3 separate regions of the Gossypium hirsutum genome follow, and all the other regions are linked to region 1. The links are chromatin contacts, called in public Hi-C maps. All regions are on one chromosome and are shown on one strand. The core of a region is the stretch at or near the end of the contact, and the rest is flanking DNA. Distances in the headings are between cores, read along the strand shown. Region 1 holds the start of LOC107902966 (PLASMODESMATA CALLOSE-BINDING PROTEIN 3). Region 2 has its middle 11 kb from the start of LOC121217385. Region 3 holds the start of LOC107903935 (protein UXT homolog).

Evidence for each region. Hi-C and Micro-C count contacts between places; a contact is called where the count stands out from the background.
Region 2: a Hi-C map of leaf shows a contact between it and region 1, with 1.8 times the contacts expected there. The contact joins the enhancer-like site here to the promoter of LOC107902966 in region 1. A contact is called at or near these places in 10 of 34 Hi-C or Micro-C datasets (anther, callus, hypocotyl and 2 more).
Region 3: a contact with region 1 is called in a Hi-C map of leaf, with 1.9 times the contacts expected there. The contact joins the promoter of LOC107903935 here to the promoter of LOC107902966 in region 1. A contact is called at or near these places in 6 of 34 Hi-C or Micro-C datasets (callus, hypocotyl and leaf).

The regions. Positions count from the first base shown.
Region 1 is chrD05:35,885,300-35,889,631 of Gossypium_hirsutum_v2.1, forward strand. It overlaps LOC107902966 (PLASMODESMATA CALLOSE-BINDING PROTEIN 3), which reads left to right and starts at 2,097. Exons shown (of 4, transcript XM_016829059.2): 1 at 2,097-2,568; 2 at 2,721-2,963; 3 at 3,052-3,082; 4 at 3,223-3,501. The coding sequence starts at 2,517. The coding sequence ends at 3,430.
Region 2 is chrD05:36,058,844-36,063,175 of Gossypium_hirsutum_v2.1, forward strand. No RefSeq gene overlaps it. Among protein-coding and RNA genes, the nearest start is that of LOC121217385, 11 kb to the right of the region's middle. Within about 2 kb of position 1,943, at least 8 of the 9 cell types and tissues checked have an H3K27ac peak or open chromatin away from gene starts, as enhancers often do. A contact at or near this core is called in hypocotyl and leaf, where this site is marked.
Region 3 is chrD05:35,715,178-35,719,509 of Gossypium_hirsutum_v2.1, forward strand. It overlaps LOC107903935 (protein UXT homolog), which reads right to left and starts at 2,349. Exons shown (of 7, transcript XM_016830156.2): 1 at 1,847-2,349; 2 at 1,557-1,653; 3 at 1,398-1,427; 4 at 1,136-1,237; 5 at 641-748. The coding sequence starts at 1,648. LOC107903934 (40S ribosomal protein S6) reads left to right here and starts at 4,227. Exons shown (of 4, transcript XR_001686019.2): 1 at 4,227-4,332.

The DNA.
Region 1 (4,332 bases), core at 847-3,346:
AACATTAACAACATTTAAAATGTTAACAATTGATAAAATTTCAACATGGGTCGGGTAGCCCTAGGTACTGGAATTTCAAAAATATAAAAATTATAAGAAAAGAGACTAAATTAACTAACCAATTGAACTTTAAGCCTTAAAAACCCTAAGGCCGTGCGTTCTCCTTCTTTTCTTCTTTCTTTTCTTTCTTCTTTTTACTATACTAATTATTATTATTATTATTATTATTATTATTATTATTATATATATACATTTAACTTAATAATTAAGATTTCTTAATATTATAACATATTTTTATAATATATGCCGTCCACTATATATATAGGTATAATTACTACATTGGCCCTTTAATTAATTTTTAATTTATAATTCAACTTTTAACTCATGAGATTTAATTCTTATACCTAATTACTTTTAATTCAAGTAAATTCACTTAACCAAAACCTAATTAACTACACAACTAACTTTATAAATATTTATTAAAAATATTTACGAGTCCAATTTATGGAAATGGAGTCCCAAGAATATAATTTCTGACACCCTTGACTATCAGGTCGTTACACCTTCTCTCCCCATGCTTCACTCGCTTATTCAAACATACATCTGTTCTTGAGTTACTTGTTTATACTTGAAGGCTGAATTGAAATTCGAAAAAGCTTAGATAAAAGTACTAGGACAAAAAAAAAAGATTTCAATAAAAAAAATAAACCCATATAGATTTGCTCAAGGATAGGTTATCTATTCAAATTCGAAGGCAGGCTCAAAGTTTGAGAGAGTTTAAATAAAAATATTAAAATAAACAACAGACTTAGGGTGGATTTGGATAGGCGGTGTGGGGTGGTGCAGTTAGTTTATTTTTTGTCTCACGCTATATTATCTAATCTCACTGCTGCCATTGTTTTTACACTAACCACAGGTTAGAGGCGAATCTAGGGGGCCGGCAGGGGCCCCGGCCCCCCTTAAATGTAAAATTGCTATTTAGGCCCTAAATTTTTTTAAAAATTTTAAATTAGTAAAAGTAAAATTACACTTTGGCCCCCCTAAAATTTTTTTCTAGCTTCACCTTGCCACAGGTAAACGCACCGTCATCCAAATCTACCCTTTAATTAAGAAAAAAAATTAAACTTATTTAAAATATTTGTTGGGTTTGGACTCTAATATTAAAAGCTTGAATTTAGCTCAACTTAAAAGTTTAAATAATCAAGATATCATTTATGTCCTTTTTACGATTCATAAAAACTAATATTTTCGGGAATTTTTGGTTCCCAATAATGTATCTCCAAGATTCAAACTTGTATTATCCCATTAAAGCATCGACGAAGCTAGAAAATTTTTTCTGGGACGGAATTAAATTGTATATTTTTTTATGATAGTAAAAATATAATTTCACCATTTTAATAATTTATATATTTATAATTTTTAAAGAATTAAATAAAAAATTTATCATTTGGGAGGCCAAAGTGTAATTTTACATCAATTATAAAAGAGGTTAAATGAAAAATTTTCTATTTTAAGAGGGTCGAGGCCCCTACTAGTCCCCTAACTCTGCCTCTACATGATAGTATAATGTGCCTTTACTACAATACCCAACGTATATATATCAGCTATAATACATTTTTTCCGTTTATATGATATGAAAAGTTAAATATATTACAATATAATGTAAATTATTTGTGTTGAAAAGTTTAAAATATGAAAAATATATGTGACGAAAGGAAGCATCATTAAATCAAACAATACATAATTAAATGTAAAAGAGTCCAATATAAACATGATTTAGCACGCCAGATCATAAGATACTTGTGTCAGCTTGAGTTATAAATTAATGGGCTAAGTCCATGCATGTGGCATTTAGCTGTATACTTGTTCGGTGGGTCTTAATTTGGCCAAACATGTAATTTTGAATACGATAATGAAACCGACACCAAATTAATACAATACATTCAACAGATGATGTAATATAAATGTTTTGCGTATGTTTTGATGTCCCTTTCTCAAAGCAACCACAAAACTTCAAATTTCATTCCCTTACCAAAGTCTTGTGCTGCCCTTTGGCTCACACCAATCACCTAACCACATCTCCCACTTTGCGTCCATAAAATGAAGGACTTAAATTATGATATTCATTTTAAGTATAATACCAGAAAGTAAAACAAGCAACACCCACGGACACGGTGGAAGCTGCGACAGCGCATCTAGAAAAAGATCTAAAAGAACATAAAGGGTCCTGAACCCAATGATAGGACAAGTTTGGGCTAAACAAAAAAAAGGGCTTTTGCTCAGCTTCCCAGAAAATAAAAACATACATGCAATGAAATAGACTTTTGTCTAGGGTGTTTTTTAAGACATAGTATATTTGCCGTAATAAAGAAACCCAGATTCCCTTGAATTTGAATATCATCTGTCAGCACCACCCACCGTCATCCTTTTGTTTTTTCTTATTGTTTTCTGAAATCTACATCTCTTTTTCTTTCTTTCTTCTGATCTGCTCTCTTTGATTTCAATCAAGTTCAGCCATGGCTCCTTTAGTTTGTCTAGTGCTTTTCTTAGCCATGACTGGCCATTCAAGTAAGTTCCTTGCTCTCTCTCTCTTTTTCTTTTCTTTGGGTTGAATGCAAAGAATAAGAAAAGCCCATTTTTTTTTCAATAGGAAATCTTTCGATCTTCATTGTAATTTTTTTTTATAAAAAAGGGGGTTTTTTTTATATTTTGGTTTGCAGGTGCGACTTATTGTTTATGTAATGATGGAGTGGGTGATCAAGCTCTTCAAACGACCCTGGATTATGCATGTGGAAATGGAGCTGATTGTTCTGCAATTCAACAAAATGGTGCTTGCTATAATCCCAACACTGTTAAAGATCACTGCAATTATGCTGTCAATAGTTATTTTCAAAACAAAGGTCAAGTTACAGGAAGCTGTGATTTTGCTGGCACTGCTTCAGTTAGTGCCAACCCTCCTGCAAGTAAAACTCCCTTTCTTTTACCAAAATTTTCTTTCTTTTTTTCCCAAGTTAATTGTTTTTAAAAATAATTTCTCTGTTGTTTTTGTAGATATTCCCTCCACTTGCACCTATCCATCAAGGTATGGTTATTAGATCTCAACATTTTCAACTTCTTGACCATGCAGCATGCACTGAGATCTCAAAATACATGGTTCATTCTTTTTTAAGCACCCATTATGTTCAATATATTAAAAGTTTTTTGTTGCTAAATGTTATGCAGTAGCACAGGCACAACCCCGGCCACCACTCCAACAACTGCCGGGACTCCAACGAGTTTAGGCGGTGGCACAGGTACCGCCTTTAGCCCAACAGGAACAACAACAGGCATCAACGAGCCAAATCATGCTGTTGCTCTCTTCACAAGCATTAACAACATTTTGTTCACGTTTTTCATCACCCTTTGGATTGTAATGCAGGGCTGTCTTTGATGTAAAGGAGAGTTGTATATTAGATTTTGGCATATAAATAAAATATAATTGACATTGTTGGGTTTAGAGATATATGAGCTAGAGTCAAACCCTTCTCTAGGTCCCTTTCTTTTTGTGTGAAAAAATGCTTTGGACTTTGATTCCCTTTTGATTAGATAAACTTGGGTGTCTACTTTTTAGTTTCTTCTGTCCGTATATATGTAGATAGAGAGTGGTGCTGTTTTGGTCGAATTGGTGGATACCGATATATACCATGTCTTAAGCACGGGGTTGAATTACATAAATTCGAATTCCAAGTGAATATTGAACGCGTTTGATAAAAAGCAAAAAAAAAAAAAAAAAAATTTCGTTGGTTCATAGACTGTAAATGAACCGAGTTTAAACCAGTGGATTTTTTCATGTTCGTCAAGAAATTTAAAATTTTATTTGTTTTAGTTTGTTTATTTAAAATTATGTGTGTTTATATTTGTTTATTTACGGTACACGAATAATATTCATGATTAATAAATAAATAAATAATAAATATATATTATTTTTAGGTATAAAATAGTCAAATATAAATATTAGTAATTATATTATAAATTAAAAAAGCATACAAGTCATAATATTTTTATTCATATATATTAATAGAACAATAAACAAGCTTTATGTTACATCAAAAAATTTAAATTAACTTATCAAATTCTCTGTCTTTTGACACGCTTTTTCTCTGTCTTTTGACACGATTTTTCTTCTAGACTATCTCCTATTTTATTTTCTTTAATTTTCTATTTTGGGTAACTTGCTTGTCTTTTTCCGTATGAAGAAAATGGAGGATTCAATTGTAGGTCTTTCACTGGATGATGAAGAGGAAGAAATCATTCAACTGGAGGTGGAAGAGACTAGTCAAGAGATCTCGTATG
Region 2 (4,332 bases), core at 693-3,192, 170 kb after region 1:
TTCATTCAATCTCTTTCTCTCTTTTCTGTTTTTCACTTGCTAGCTTCATCTTTCTGTTTTCTGCTTCCGAGTTTGCTTCTTCACCAAGCCTCGAGGCTTACTACTCAAGCAAGACTAGAAACACCTTGCTGCTGCCTCTTGCACCAACACTCTCCTTATCAGCCATTGACAATAGAGGGAACTTACTTTGACATGGAGACACTCCATCAACAGAACGACCAACAGAATATAGATGTTTAAAGAAGCCCACCACATGTTGTATTAGCACCTCATTATCAAAACACTAATCCCAATTAGCAAATTTAAGACCTTCAACTCTATTCCTCCTCCTCTTAGCAAGAGTGCAACTATGGAAAAATTTTGTATTCCTATCCCCACTATGGAACCACGCTACTCTCGATTTTTGAAACCAAAGGAGTTCCTCATATTTCAAAACCTCATCTATATGTTGTCGGAACTCTAATTCTCAGTCGCGTAGCCTCGAAGACTTTCGAAACTCTATTATTCATTAGATATGTTCTAATTCCAAAATTAATTAACACTTACGCACAAAAATATTACCATAGATGCATTTATTCCACTCCTGAACAAAGTTCTAGAAATTATCCAAATTCTTGACTACCTCCCCATCAACTTGCCAATTTTCAGTAAGAAGAGTTCTGAATTCAGGATGCAATATCCAACTCGTAAGACACCACTAACCACATTTTGGCTAAGAGAAACTAAGATCACTTGGTGATTTGATTTTAACCTATGCATATTTCGAATCGAACAGGTAGGTGCAAAAGACTTCCATTTTGCTTTACACACTGCTCTATCCAATCATTGAGATAAAGTCCCTCTTCTCCAGGTAAATTGAAGGCCACTAAACCCCAAATCCCTAAGCCCACTGTTAAACAAAAACGAGTTGAACAACCTACAAGCAGCTCTTGATTTTCTTGCACCCCCATCCTCTCCAAATTATCCAGAAATGAATTGAAATCACCAGCAATAATCCATGGCCCAACCATCGAGGCTGCAAGTACATCTAAAAACTGCTAAAGAGCGCGTTTTGTGGACGTTTGAGGGTTCGTATAAAATAACAGTGCAAAAAAAAATAGTAGCACTGTCCTTGGATCGAACTTTCATGTGAATCGCTTAAGGATGCAATTCCAATATGTCTACTAAAATATTGTCACTCCACAAGAACCATATTCCTCCTACAAACCCATTCGCTTCAATACGAAAAGAATTAGGGAAATCCATTTTTGAGATAACTTCATCGTCTCGTATTCCACTTATCCTCGTTTTAAATAGACAAATTAAATCTGAAAAACATTCCCTTCTGTATTCAGCAACAAAATTATGGAACCGGGGATGCCCGGCCCCTTGACAATTCTAAAATAATAATTTATTATCCATAAACAAAAATAGCATACACTACAAACCAAAAAAACAATACAGTACTCCACTTCATTAAATACCCATTTCCGGTAGTGTTAACCACCATAACTTTCGGCCCTCCGAACCGATCATCCGTCATAACATCTCCTTCAGTATCCCGTTCTAATTGTTTAACAATCCCTTCTATTGCTTCCGATAACTCTACTGTATCTGGGTTGTGCACAACTAATCTACCATCAGGTGGTTTGTCTCGTTCAAAATCCCCTTCACCTAACGTGCGCACGGAGGATCGCAACCTTCCATTATCCAATCCCCGAATAAAAAGACACTGCTCTTCCTTTCTAAAATTATACTAGCATTTTCTTTTTCGGTGGCCTGCACCACCTTATGCTTCTCCTTATCCAAATTTGAATGAACAATAACGGGTTTGAAAGATGTATTCCCATTCCTACTACTCACATAATTTTGGGACATTGTAAGATTATCAACAGACACAGTTGGTCCAACATAATTAAATGAACCCACGTTACTATTATTAGGCTTCAAAATCCTAGATCCCATTTGGACATGTGGATTGCCACCAGCCTGTTTTACAAACCCAGAATTAAAAAGGGAGCCCACACTCCCATTCTATGTTTTACCACTTTGGACTTATGATTTAACTCCATTGCGAATTATTACTCCTTTATTCTTTCCAATAGAAACCATATTCTTCCCCATGGTGTTATCTTTGGCAATTAAACCAATATCTACACCAGCAATCTCTAGTCCCTTTTACATCTCCTCAATATCTCCATGTTTCTCACCATCAATTTGGGTACGAATCCCAGACTCCATAATTTTCGGATCTTTAGTAATAGTCGCAAACCGTGACCCGCAAAAAGAGTTATTGTTCGTCTCTTTTTTGGCTGCCCTCATGTTACGGGTTCTACCTCTTTGACGGTGCTCTATTAGCATCCACGATCCAAAAGGCTACTCCTCCACCTGATGTTGAAGACTAACCTCCTCAACCACTGGGATGGATTTTCCAGACTCACTTTCTGGCGAAAGCACTTTTTGTGTCAAACATAATTTCGAATTATGCCCATAGAAACTACATTTGAAACAAACAATTGACAAGGATTCATATTCGATTTGTTGTACACGACTAATTGAGCAAATCTTCCCCTGCAAGCATTGCCTGTTCGTTCATCTAATTTGATCACCGGACCTATGACTTTCCTGATAGCCCAGATGAGAAAACCTGAGTAGTAACCTTTAGGTAAACTGGGTAACCTTACCTAAAATACTTGAATGTCCACTTCGTTTTGAGAAGTTGAAAAATTCGGTGACCATGGCCTCACCGTCCGATACTGTCCATAAATTACCCTAGAACCCTATGTCAATATCTTATGATAATCATCATCATCCTGAAAACGCACCAAGAAAAAAATCATTTTCCAAGTCTATAAGCTGGAAAGAACATCTCAAACTCCACAACGATGAAACTTTGTTTAGAAGAGCATTGAAACCAATTTTCCTCCCTAACAACTTCACAACAATAGTTCTCGCCATTTTCCGCTCAATGAACTTTTGAACTCGAACCGAAAACGTGATAGACGGAATACCATCTACCACCTCAGTCATCACATATCCATCCAGTAGTTCAAAATTTTCTTCAAAATTATCAATCTGCATTGGAAGTGTAGCTGAACCCATCAACGTTGATTTATAAGATGCTTTAGGAGTTTGCGGTGATTGAACCTTTCGAACATTACCATCCACCGTCGGGTCCTCTACATCCGGTGGCATGTCTGGCCACCTTCGAACCTTCTTCGTCGCCCAACCTACATCACTGTTTGATACAACATCACTAGCACCCATCACAAAATCCCCTATTGGCAATGGCTCATTCATCTTTTTCACAAAATGGTAGGGGTGAGTATTTAATCGAGTCAAGTCGAATTGAGTAAAAAAAATTTCAAGTTAGTCGAGTTGACGAATCCTATTTTAGCAACCGAACTCAATTTGAATTTTTTTCAAATTGAGTCAAAAAATTTCGGGTCGAGTTGAGTCGAGTTAACAAATCTTATTATTTATACTTAATGTTCTGTTTACATGGATCAATTATTTTACTAGTAGACGAATTACAAGCTTTTAGATTAATTTTGAATAAAGGAAAAAAAAGAGAGTGGGGAAATTCGAGAAAGAAAGTAAGACTAATAAGTAACATTTACCAAAACAACGTAGTTTTGTAACTTGATATTTTTTACTTTTAACTTTAGAAAAGGTAAATATTTATCAAAATAAAATAGTTTTGTCTTTTTTTATTTGGATTTTCGGATAACTCGAATTAGGGGTGAGCGTTCGATCAAATCGAGTGAAACCATTCGAGTTAAATTAGAAAAATTAATAATGTTAAATTAAAATCTTGTACAATATAACTATTTCCATGTTAGAACATATAAATTTGAAACAATATACATTTTAAAACTTTTTTAAAGCAAAATAATTAAAAAATAAGATATTTTAGTATGATAAACTTGAATCATTAATCACTTATTTAGATTCCATAATTATTATTTTATTAAACTTTTGATATATTTTTTAGATTTTTTTAAATTTATAATTTTTTAAAAAAATAAAAAATTTAACATTTTTATAAATATTTTGAATTTTAAAATTATTTTTAAAATTTGAAAATTACTTTGATTTTTTTTTGTAATTTTTGTTGAGAGAGAGACCAATTTACTTATTTTCAAAATTGACAGGAACCAAAACGGTATTTATACTAATCTGTTATTCAAATTATTCGAGTTATTCGAATTGTAAAAATTCAACTCGACTCGAACTCAAAATCTGAAATTCCTTATTCGAGTTGACTCGAATAATTCAAATAACTTGAATAACTTGATTTGATTAACTCGAAATTTAAAAAAAAATTTTGATTTTTTCGAATCGAATTGAATT
Region 3 (4,332 bases), core at 1,099-3,598, 170 kb before region 1:
TACACTTTGATATTATTTTTCTTACTAGTAAAAGTATATTTAAAGAGATAAGTGGAAAATAGAAAAAAAAATTAAACAGAACTTCAATCAAGCAAGCTTTTTTGTAAGCCTAAAGCTTTACAAAAAAGCACACCTAGGTGCACCAGGCATGCATCTAATTAAATGGGCCTCGTCCGAAAGGGTCTGAAGCACTTTTGTTGTCTAGTGCTAAGGCACATGCACACCTAGGCACATGTCTTGACAACACTTCTTTGATCTTTAACCTCACCTATGGACCTATGTTGATGGTCAAGGCCAAAGTTACACCTAACATAAGTGATGATGAAGAATAAAAAAAGGTCAAGATCAGCAAAACCAGCTTCTCGAGTTGTACCAGAATATAGGAAATGATGGATAAAGTTTTAAGTTTCATACTACTTTATGGTGACATTGGTGGATCCCATGACGATATTAAACCAATATATCCTTGCATAACATGTTAGAGTTTGCAATGACTGACTTGTACATAGCATTTATATACAATTCTATCTGACTGGTTAGAAAGAAGTAGGTTAGTACTTTTGTGCTTGAGGCTATAAGCAAGTAAGACCTACAGAAGTTCCAAACAGGGCTTCTTGATCAATTGAAGAAAACCATATACCTTTCCAGTTTTTCCTCCCTCAATGAGATGAACTTTAATGCTTCTGACCAGGTGAACTCCACATGAAACCCGAGTCCGACATCCACAAATATACGTTGGGTATCTGGCCTGTAAACATCAAAAGAGGAAGCCCCCAAAAAACCACAAGCACACACAAATCCAAGAAAATTTAAATATAATAATAACGGATTAAACATGGGATGAGCAAATTCTTAAGTCAAAATCCAATTGCAATCACAAAGTTCAACAGAAGTCTTAAGTTTTAACCGTACATTACATACAAGCTCACCCTTGAACCAAAAACAAGTAAAGGGCATATAAAACATGAATAATCCTATTTCATGATACTATGACAATGTGAAAATCACGAAATAAATGCATAAATTGCAGTAATTTTTTTTAATTCTGAAAAGGAAAATGGAGTAAACATTAGTACAAAAGTAAAGTAAAAACAGGTGTATGATAAACCAGAAACGATAGACATAGAAAACTTACACTTCTGCTTGCATGTACACTTCAGACCCGAGATTAACCAAGGTCCGAAGACTAGTTACACTGTTTTTCTCTAAATTTTCTATGTTCTTCCGCAAATCAGAGCTACATGAAAAAGTGTCAAAGTAAACAGATACAAAGCTCTAATCTTTCAGCAACAAAAAAGAAACCCCATTGAGGGAAAAAAAATTAGCATTGAAAATTCTTAAAAACTGTGTCCTTGTTACTCAAAAAGGAACAAATTCGTCTCTAAATAAAAGGATACAAAATTTTTTGCTGGTCAAAGATTTTGTCGCTGCAAAAATATGGGGAAAATATGATTAGCAATGTCGTTATTCCTTTTACTTTTGGTGTTCAAATATATAAATAAAAAAAGCAGGCTAAATATTAGTAGAGGAAAAATGGGAACGTTGTCAATTCATACCGTTCAACAATAGCATGAACAAGATCAGGTTTAAGGCGGCGATCAACAAATTCTTCGAATTTCTGTATTTTCTCCTGGCGTAAGCTGTCCATTTCTTCTGCCCGGTGAAAAAATAATATTAAAGTAAATTAAAGTAAACCTGTCTTCAAATCGGGCTTCAGCGAAAATTCTGGTTTAGGCATTTCATCGAACGGCTAAAAGGCATGAGCTTTTTGGTTGTATCTAGCAGATAAGCCCCCCCCCCCCAAAAAAAAAAAAGTAAGTGCCTTTTGAAAGCGAAAGTGGCTCACCTCACCTGTCGAGGGCCGGCCGATTGAACGTCTCCTCCGGATGTTTGAAGGTAGGAAAAGAAGGGAAGCCCTACTACAATACTAAAAAGGGGAAGGTAGAAAAAGAAAAAACATATATATCGAGTTGAGGAGAGTTGCTGTTTGAAGCAAAAAGGCGCCCAAATGTTGTTATTATTAGCAAATACCGATAAAAATAGTAACCTCTTAGTAAATCTATAGTTATATTAAAAATTTTATCTATTTTTATTATAAAAAAATTAATGCGGGCCGGGTTTAATCAAAATTTCAGTCCTAATTGGTAGACCCAGGCTGGCCCAAAAAAATAGATTGATATTTTTGTTTAAGTCTGGCCCATATTATATATATTAAACTCGGGCTCGACCTTTTTTTACCCTAATTTCATCAATCCACTCTAATCAATCTTTGTTTCTTCTTTTTTTCCGATTCAATCGAAAATAACAAGTCTAAAGTATCGAAAGAGAGAATCCAAATGATTTTTCCCTCGATCGAATTGAATCCAAATGGAATCAAAATGAATAAAAAGCAAAGCAACCAAAAAAACCCAAACTTTCGAAAGTAGTAAAAAGATAACAAAATTGGGTTCAAATAAGGAAGCGTAGATCTAAAGGGAAAGGAATGATCGTGAAAAGGAAATGAAAGGAACAATGGGTGAAAGATCAAAAATTCTCGCGGTCAATATTTTCTGCAAAAATAAAGAAATTAAAATCAGCGAAAAGTAGTAAAATGAAGATAAGCAACAGTGATGGCAATGACAAAGAAACAAGGAAAATGTTAAGGATTAAGGGGAAATAATGATTGGAAAGGGAAAGAAAAGGGGAATATCGGGACTAGGTTTGCTGGGAAGTGGGGAATAAGGGTAAAAATTTGGAGTTAATAAACTTGGGTCTGATGGGTGTCGAATCCACCAATATAAACCTACGCCTTAATTTGCAAATTATGCAGTATAGGGAGTAGGGTCGATCCCTCAGAGACTGGTTTACTGTAAATTGTTGCTCGTTTGACCAGATTTATGTTGGGGCAGCTGTCGTGCCCAAGACGTTCGGGGGGATAAAAATTTGAAAACCTGAAATTAACAGAAAAATAACATCAAAAGTAAAGGTTGAAAACAGAATAATAAAAACCGTGAAATAAATATTAAGAAAAATTAATTAGAATGAGCTCAGCTTTAGACACGAATTTTTCTCGTCTTTAAACTGATCCTCGAAATTGGATGAACTCCTCTTTTCCAATAAGCTAGTTATAGCTACCAAGGACGCCTCGGACACCTACTCTTCCTTGTGTAAATTAGTTATGGAACGTCCAATAACTAACCCTTACCGATCGAACAACCACGAAACGTTCGTGATTTAGTACTCCGGCAGCTTTGCGTTCTAGAAGAGCCTAGCTCGAACCAATGTGCTCAACCGCGTGGGACATTTAAATCCGGTTACTACTTCCCTTGACGGAACCAAACAGCAATCTCCACTTGGCACGCCAATGTGTTCACAGAAAACCGATTGGAAACGTTCCTTTTGGAATTCCAACTGTACGTCTAACCACACTAAATCAAACGACGTCTTTTTTGACTTAGTGTTTATCTGACTTTATGAGCTGACAAAATCACACTCTTAATCCGGAGAAGTAATAAGTACTGGAATTTTAGGAGTTAAATGGCTCGGGTTCGTAACTCACAGGTTTTGACGAGGCTAATTTAGGCCTAAAGCTGAAAATGGGTTTAGTTGGCTAAGGTTTGGGACATGTTGGTATTTGATAAATTAATTAAGGTAAATGGGTGAAAAGATGGGTGATGTGTTTGAGTATGGGGGTTGGAATATATTAAAATGGGGTGGTTGACTATTTGGAAAAGAATTGAAAAAAAAAGGAAATTGCAAATGGCTTGATTTGGTGATTAGCTACTGGAAAAAATTGAAGGAAAGGAAACTAAAGAAACAACAATGCTACGTGAGAAAAGAGAGAATGTATTGAAAGACAAGAGCTTAATAATTTTTTGATTGATGAAATGATGAACAATACAAGCTCTATTTATACTAGAGGATTTACTAAATTAGGAGCCAACTAGTCATAGGAAATTAAGGAAAAATATCCTATAATAAAATAAATCCCAAAATATTCTCCCACCAACTCAAAAATTTCAGCTAATTAATTTTGGAAAAATTCTTCTTTGGCCCTCCTTCTTTGCTTCTTTCTTCAATCTAGCCCAATTGTTTCTTTTTTCTTCTATTTAGCCCCAAATTACATTCCTGCACAAAATTCAATAAATATGGTAAAATTAGTGGTGCACTTTCATAAATTAACCAAATTAATTACATAAAATATGTAACTTTAGTATTTAATCAGGGTCGAACTAGACTAAGGCTTCGTTCTTTATTGCATCTGAGATGGGCTTTTACATGTACAAGCACTTTTCTCTAAAAAGAAATAAAGAACGAACTTCATCTCTTGCAAATTTCCAGCATTTTTGAAGT